Linked DNA regions of Gasterosteus aculeatus: region 2 is linked to region 1. The links are chromatin contacts, called in public Hi-C maps. All regions are on one chromosome and are shown on one strand. The core of a region is the stretch at or near the end of the contact, and the rest is flanking DNA. Distances in the headings are between cores, read along the strand shown. Region 1 holds the start of LOC120824320 (desmoglein-2-like protein). Region 2 overlaps b4galt6 (UDP-Gal:betaGlcNAc beta 1,4- galactosyltransferase, polypeptide 6).

Region 1 (3,964 bases), core at 898-3,397:
GAGTCTGAGATGCAATGTCATATTTGATTTCTTCCAGTAACTGTAATATTGCATGGCTGCTTATTCTGCAATGCGTAATAATTTTCTGTTCACTCAACTGGAAAAGTGATCCTTGTGGCAAAAATCCTTTCTATTTGTCTCTTTGGCCTATGATGCCGTCTGGCTCAGATTACTGCCGTCATTTCACCAGGAAGAATATGGGAGGAAACACGCATTCTGGTTCACAAATACTTTTAAGAAGCGAAGAATTTTCACCGCAAAACGGAGGCATGCTTTCACATGCAGCTTCTGTACATACCACGGAATACATGATTCACGCACTTTATGCATCCCCTCCCATCTGTTTATGGGAAACTTGACCCTCCTATTAATGCATATGCATGACACTGAGTGCAATTTGCCTTTTTCGTTCCCACGACAGGTAGACTGCGCTTTAAACCTCACTGCGGCTTGTTTGTACATACCTCGCCATGCTTTTACGCACATATTGCAAATCAAATTTGCATGACGTGGGCGCAAAAGCGTTATCTCATAAGGCCCTGTATATCTGATTTTAGCCCAGGAACATATTCCCTCAGTGATACAACTGAAGACGAGAACTCACTGAGATAGCTGTCAAACAGGTTTAGTGCTGCAGGGTTATTGGCAGACCAGCCAATGGAATGAAATTACTTGACACATTCTGGAGCCGACATAGGCAAGTTAAGAGAAAAGGTTTAAATGACAAACGCCCAATGACCTTGGCAATAAAATCCTTGCCGGTGTAGTCAATGTTCTCCCACAGCTTGCTAGGAGGAAGGATCCACTCTCTCTTTATCCTCCTAAGCGTCCTTGGCGTGTTTTCTCTCGCCTCAGCACTCAGCATCTGAAAGCAAACAGGTTTTTCATAGTTCTGAGAACCCCCTTTATTATTTAACAATTATATTTATCAGAACACTGTTTCTAGGGATCATCTATTTTAGGGGAGGAACTCTCCCAGGTCCCAGGAACCATGAAGGACTTAAGGAGTTGACTTTCCTACACGTGAAAGATACGGCACTATATACAGTGATTTTAAATAACCATTGTATTTTAAATAATAATAATCATTCTTTGATTTAATTAATTTAGTTAACTTTGTTAACATTTTTCAATATACAGTACCAGTGTTGAGATGTGGACCGAACGTTAGTAACCATATTTGCATACATTTTATTTAAGAGCAGCCATTTATCCAATTTCATCATGTGTGTTACAAAATGAATATATTCATATTTTAAATATCACCATTATTGCCAATACAATGCTATCTTTGAAAGATCTTTAATGCAGACGTTATAAAGTAACTAATACACTGAATGATTAGATATAGTCATGTTTGTTGGAACATTCCTGAAGGGTGACATTTATTTACTTAGAAGGTGGGTTTCACGTCAGACATGCGCCTGTTGGACTATTGGCCAATCCCTGGAGTAAATTATGAAAATAATGATATAGATTTTTGTTTGTTTCTTTTAGGTCACTCGGTTACTCATGACAGTAACGGTAAAAGTATAAAAAAAGACAGATTTGCAACCCCTGCCACCGCAGACACTAACTTGACAGCCAAAATGAACAGCCGGAAATCCAATAACGCTAACTTTATAATTTACACCAAGGATCTGAAGAAAAGAAAATCCCGTCCAGCAGAAGATTGACTCACAAAAAGGTTTCTTCCCATCTTAAATTGTTCCTACATCAAGGCCTGCCAGTGGTGAAATTACTGTCAGATTCATCAAGAACTTTGGTTGTGAAGTTGTGACAAAATCATAATTCTATATGATGTTGGATCGATATACTTTAATGAACCTAATCTTTCACGTGTCAGGTTAGTACCATTTTGCTCCGTACCAAAGACTGCACCCATTAAATGATGCCCACTTAAATGATGAACAAATGAACAAAATCTTACAATATGTTCTAGTGAGCCAAAAGGAAATTAAGTAGTCTTATGGCAAATACTCACCAAGGCCAGTACTAGCAGAAGCAGCAGGGCCACTTCTGTGAGGGAGAGTTTAGCCATGTTCATGGAAGCCTGTCCTTTCTATGTGCTGAAAGCCCCACTGCAGACAGCTGTCAGGTGTGTTCAAGTCTAGTTTGTCCTATGTCAGCTTCCTCCCCCTCCCTCCATACCTAAAACCAGTCAGTCCTCCCTCTCCTAGCATCATGCATGTTTTCATGATCTCAACTGTCACATGTGTGCATGTTTCTTAAAGGTGTGCCTGATTACTGCCTTATGGCTTTTAAAGGTTGAACTAATGCTTCAGAGACTGGATGAAGCTAACAAAGATAAAAAGGTAGTGCCATGTAAAAACACTCGGTCATGAGAAAACCTACCACTTTTTTCAGAAAATATGTATTTTTTCGCTGAAGTTATGGTTAAGGTTTAGAGAGGAGAGGTTTTTTATTTTTTCACAATGAGTGCGTTCAGTCTGTGCATGGCTACTTTAATTTCTCTCTTGGAAAACGCTCCTTCACTAAGAGGCACGTTGGGTTCTGGGTCATCGGATGATCAAAATGTTTGTGTCAATGTTCATAATCTCCAAAGATGGCAGTCTACATTCAAGGTTAACTGCCAGCAATTGTTTTTTGCCGGAAGCCCCCCACCTTTTTATTTATGCCTGCTGCCATAAAAACCTTTGATATTTGTATGTTGTCAAATAAGTCTTTTGCTTGCAAGTATAATAATACATAAATACGCTGTTTTTCTACAGTAGTAAGAATTTTTCACTCTTTGGAACATTAGGCCGACCGTAACATACTGACATAGTAGGCCAGGAAGACCTTGTACGTTTAATAACTAATGAGGTGGCGCTGCCCATGTCCACGACAATGCACTCTTCTGAACGGTTTGTGTTTTTAGCTTTAGGGGGTTGCATTTGTATTGTAGAGGCTAAGCCTACGCTTTAAGCCACTGAGGCATTTCGTCCGACAGCCCTAATTGACGCGCCGCTGTTCGTCTCGGATGAATGACAGTCCTGTAGCCTTTGTTCTGTTTAGTCCCTTTTCTCCATCCTTCTCATCATACAGTTTACAACCATCCACCCAGCGTGTGTAACGTAGCACTACTCAGCATGTGCGGTCAAAAACTGGCTATTCTGGTTGGAAACACCTGACGAGCCCCCATAGGTTCCTCCCCTATATAGGCTCAACCCGCCCATCAATCAGCTCGTCACATATATCAAATGGCTTACAGGTATAATACATTATAAACATGGATAATTTTTTTGAAAAGAAATAATGGCGAGACATATCGTATCAAAGTTGTATAGTCCCAGTTATAAATGTTGGCCCTCTGTGATTGGGTTTAAACCATTGCTCTAGCCTACTCGACACTTGGATCGTTGTTCGCAAACAAAGCTGTTTTGGAATGCAGGCCAGCACCAAAACGTAAATCCTTCAAAAGGTGGAAAAGCTCAGGGAGAAAAAAGAGGGAAACCACTGACTGGTGACACAACTTGTTTCGTTATGCACCTTCCACCCCCCTACACACAATCACATCCAGCATGCTACACTTTTGATACCACTGATGTTCATACCCCATCGTATGTTCTGTTCATTTCTACAATATAGCTCATATTAATTCTACCCTCGGATTCCAGTTTCTTTATTGTGTGTTCTTTCTCTGATATTCATTCCTTAAGGCTCTGTAGTTCTACGTAAAACCATCTGATACTAGCCCAGAGTTAAGCATATTAATCTAGCAAACTAAACCTACATTGGAGTGTTACAACAGCCAATATCATTTTATTGCATGTGTCCATTCAGCCAAATTGATGGATCCAATTGTTATGAAAAAAACATATGGTGTCCTTTTTTAGTCATCATCCAAAATAATGTCAAGTGTATGGGTATTTTTCAAAGTAGACCACTGACTGGTCAACACGTGCAATGCATGGAGTGGGCAACGCGCCATGTATTGACAGTAACTCCCGGAGGACTTTTT
Region 2 (3,964 bases), core at 560-3,059, 51 kb before region 1:
CTGGGAATCGCCACCACTAAATATGTTCTGAAAATCTGAGGCCTTAGCAGGAGCTCCACTTCCTGAGGCTCTCACCTCGTGGCCTCCATCTTGTTCCGTTACAATGATCAGTGAGAGCCGGACTAAGAACGGAATTGGAGGCTGATGGTTCAAAAGAGTTTGGTACCAAAACATGTCGACAAGTATTCTTTTCACAAACATTTATTTTTGCTTTGTGACCAAACTATGTTGAGTAAGACACTTCGTCACCAATGAAAAGGCAACCGTGTGTCTAAATCATATCCAAAACCTTTGGGACTACTCGGCTTGTCACCCAAAGAGGCTCTGGTAGCAGTTCTGGAGCTTTTCAGCGGTGTCACATGATCTCCTGCAGTGTTGATCAGGGTCAAGTCCACCCTGCTCACAGTTAAGATGAGGAACCCAAAGCTCTACTAAAGGACATCGCTGTGTAACGGCTCTGCCAATTCATTTAAACCCATCTAGGGCATTTCCATGACTCCAGATCTAGTTGTAGCTTGCCTAATACAGCCATACCGTAACAGATGATCCACCCCCCCATGAACAAACGCCCCGTGTGAATGCAGTGAATACACTTCTAACCCATCTTTTCATTGTCTGGATATACACTACCTCAACCACCCAGCACCAACATCAATACTTATGCCGGCAGCCCAGCACACAGCGATTTATCAGTCAAGTTCTAATCAATGAGTCCAGAAAAAAAAAAAGAGAACCTCACACAATGGTGTAATACTGTATGTGATGTAAAGCAGTGGAGGCCAGATGATGTGTATCAGGCTGTCACTGACCATCATGCACACTCGATGGAGTCACTCCGTTCTGTCCATTCGTCGGTCTGTGTGGGGGTCGTGCACACTGAAGAAGACAGACGACGGGAGAGGGGCTTGTATTTTCAGTGATGTGGTTTTTCTTGAAATGAACCCTGGATTCTGCCCCAGCAGCCACTAGCGGCGATGGTGCAGCCGTATGCATCATCAGATCAGTGAGCTTCTCGTTTGATGTGACGGGTCTAATCTCCTCAGTCACAATGTAAAGTAAAAAAAGAAAAGAAAAGAAAAGAACTCAAGGCACAAACTAATACTGCAGAATGGAATACGGTTCTTAAAGGCTCTGACTTCAGATATTGCTGTGAGGAAAAGCGACCGCCGCTCATTACCAACCATTTAGAGTTTAGCGCTCGTCTTCTGGACCCGAGTTGGGACCATTTCCCACCTCATGCTGGGAAGCAGCTCACGGACGCCTTTTATTTCCTTTGCAACACAAAAACTGGTTGTGGAGCCACGATGATTGACAGCTGTGCTGAGCCATGAGCGCATCGTCGGTTTCATGCTGATTTGGGAATTCTAAAACACTGCAAATAACGTCACACTGTCAACATTAGGCACCCAGAATGCACCTGTTTAAAAACACCTGTGCACCAATGAGGTCACTGGCAGGGCAGCGCTTTGGCACTAAAATAGTCTAGTGCATGTGCTCCGATACAGTAGGTTGTCTGTTTACTGCATGCTACAGATGAAAATGCCCAAAGTGTAATAATATCTCAGGTTGATCTGTAGGATGATGGCGTTTGTTTGTTCAGAACTTGGCTTTCACCCAAAAAAGAAAAGCTGTAAGGAGATGAAAATGGACGTTCAACAAATGAGCGATACTTGAATATTTGTGGCTTCACTGACCACCGGCAGGCTGAACGGTGACCTCTCAGCAACAGGACAGCAAGGCCAACCGGGACCAGGGAGACCAACAGCCCAGTCCTCCACACGGGGAGCGGTAACGTCATCAACATGTCGAGCTCTAAACACAGGTTGCCATGACGATAGCTGCTGCGAGAAGGGACGAGGTCTGGCTACACCCACCAGGCTTCAAGAGCTGTGGCTGTACGGACCATTTACAGTCAGTCAGTCACCCCCCAATGCAGTACCTTTGACCCCCCCCCCCACACACACACACACACACACACACACACACACACACACACACACACACACACACACACACACACACACACACACACACACACACACACACACACACACACACACACACACACACACACACACACACACACACACACACACACACACACACCTGCAAGAAGGTTCAGTCCCAACGCCACCCATCGCACAAGCAGGACCATGTAGCCCCCCATGTGATGTGATGAATGGACCTCATAGGGGGTACTGAAAACAGAGGACAGAGCCAGCGAGGCTCCCTCAGTGGGCTGCTTTGGAGCCGGACCCCTGCAGCAAAGCCTTTAGTTCTGTGGTTCTTGCATGTCTTTGGACACCGAAGCCTCACAGTGAAATGAAGGACCAATAAGGGCACAGCGTTTGGGCCTCTGATGGATGACAGTCTGGGTCGGAGACGGTCAAAGGACAGCGTCCACACACAACTACTTCATACCAAAGTCAAAAGCCCGGAGGTCCAAACAGTGAACACCAGAACGCCTGGTTCTGCTTCCTTACAGCGTGCGCCATTCAAGAACAGCAGTTCTCTCATTCTGGCTCTAGAAATGAAAAGATTACCGTCCAGACTCACAGCATCGTCAGTGCACGGCTTCATCACATGATCACCACTAAATCAAAACAATGATCTGACAATAAAAAACCCAGTTTCCTCCTGAGGAGCAGCGCCACTCGTTTCACACGGTGCACCTCAAAAGAAAAGTACAAGGTCCACACACATAACCCATGAAGCGACAACAAAATCTGGTAAACAAAATAAATTAAGGCATGCAAAAGATAACTTCAAATCTCAAGATTTGGATAATTCTAGTCTTTTTCATACATATATGTATGTATATATGTTTTGTTAGACTGTCTTCCAGTTAGGAGGGAACCACTCACTCTTATTAAATCCTTAGAACAAAAGGTAGCTGCCAAAATAAAAACCAACCCACTGGAACATCACTGTTAAACGCCCCGAGCACATTAGCAAGGCCCATATTTACATATTCGTGTTCTGTGACCGAGGCAGATATTTACATACATGTTCATGCGGATTCAGCAGCAGTGCAGCAAAAAACAAGCAGCGAACACAAACAGGAGCCCGAGTCAAGAGAAAATAAAATAAATACGTATAAAAAGACAAAACTGTACATCACAAACAAACACAAGATCCCCCTTTTCTAAAAAGAAATGACACGTATGGAAGCGATGAGAGGGAGGGGGGCGGGGCTCGTCTGCTGGCCTGGGAGGGGACGGCGATACATGGGGAGGGGGGCGGGGCTCGTCTGCTGGCCTGGGAGGGGACGGCGGGACATGGGGAGGGGGGCGGGGCTCGTCTGCTGGCCTGGGAGGGGACGGCGGGACATGGGGAGGGGGGAGGGGACGGCGGGACATGGGGAGGGGGGCGGGGCTCGTCTGCTGGCCTGGGAGGGGACGGCGGTACATGGGGAGGGGGGCGGGGCTCGTCTGCTGGCCTGGGAGGGGACGGCGGTACATGGGGAGGGGGGCGGGGCTCGTCTGCTGGCCTGGGAGGGGACGGCGGGACATGGGGAGGGGGGCGGGGCTCGTCTGCTGGCCTGGGAGGGGACGGCGGGACATGGGGAGGGGGGAGGGGACGGCGGGACATGGGGAGGGGGGCGGGGCTCGTCTGCTGGCCTGGGAGGGGACGGCGGTACATGGGGAGGGGGGCGGGGCTCGTCTGCTGGCCTGGGAGGGGACGGCGGGACATGGGGAGGGGGGCGGGGCTCGTCTGCTGGCCTGGGAGGGGACGGCGGGACATGGGGAGGGGGGCGGGGCTCGTCTGCTGGCCTGGGAGGGGACGGCGGGACATGGGGAGGGGGGAGGGGACGGCGGGACATGGGGAGGGAAGCGGCGCGGCCGGAGGGAGCTGTGGTTCCACGTTAAGGCTTCGCAGCAAACATCAGAGGCGAGACGCTGCTGCTCCCCCCAGCCTCAGACCCCGGAGGTCGACTGGTAGCAGTTAAGACATGCAGCAGCAA

Evidence for each region. Hi-C and Micro-C count contacts between places; a contact is called where the count stands out from the background.
Region 2: a Hi-C map of skeletal muscle shows a contact between it and region 1, with 2.3 times the contacts expected there. The contact joins the enhancer-like site here to the promoter of LOC120824320 in region 1. A contact is called at or near these places in 3 of 6 Hi-C or Micro-C datasets (skeletal muscle, tail fin and whole body).

The regions. Positions count from the first base shown.
Region 1 is chr8:396,253-400,216 of fGasAcu3.hap1.1, reverse strand. It overlaps LOC120824320 (desmoglein-2-like protein), which reads right to left and starts at 2,147. Exons shown (of 14, transcript XM_078107514.1): 1 at 1,985-2,147; 2 at 740-865. The coding sequence starts at 2,047.
Region 2 is chr8:447,181-451,144 of fGasAcu3.hap1.1, reverse strand. b4galt6 (UDP-Gal:betaGlcNAc beta 1,4- galactosyltransferase, polypeptide 6) reads right to left here. Exons shown (of 9, transcript XM_040183413.2): 9 at 3,332-3,964. Among protein-coding and RNA genes, the nearest start is that of b4galt6, 13 kb to the right of the region's middle. Within about 2 kb of position 1,809, at least 3 of the 9 cell types and tissues checked have open chromatin away from gene starts, as enhancers often do.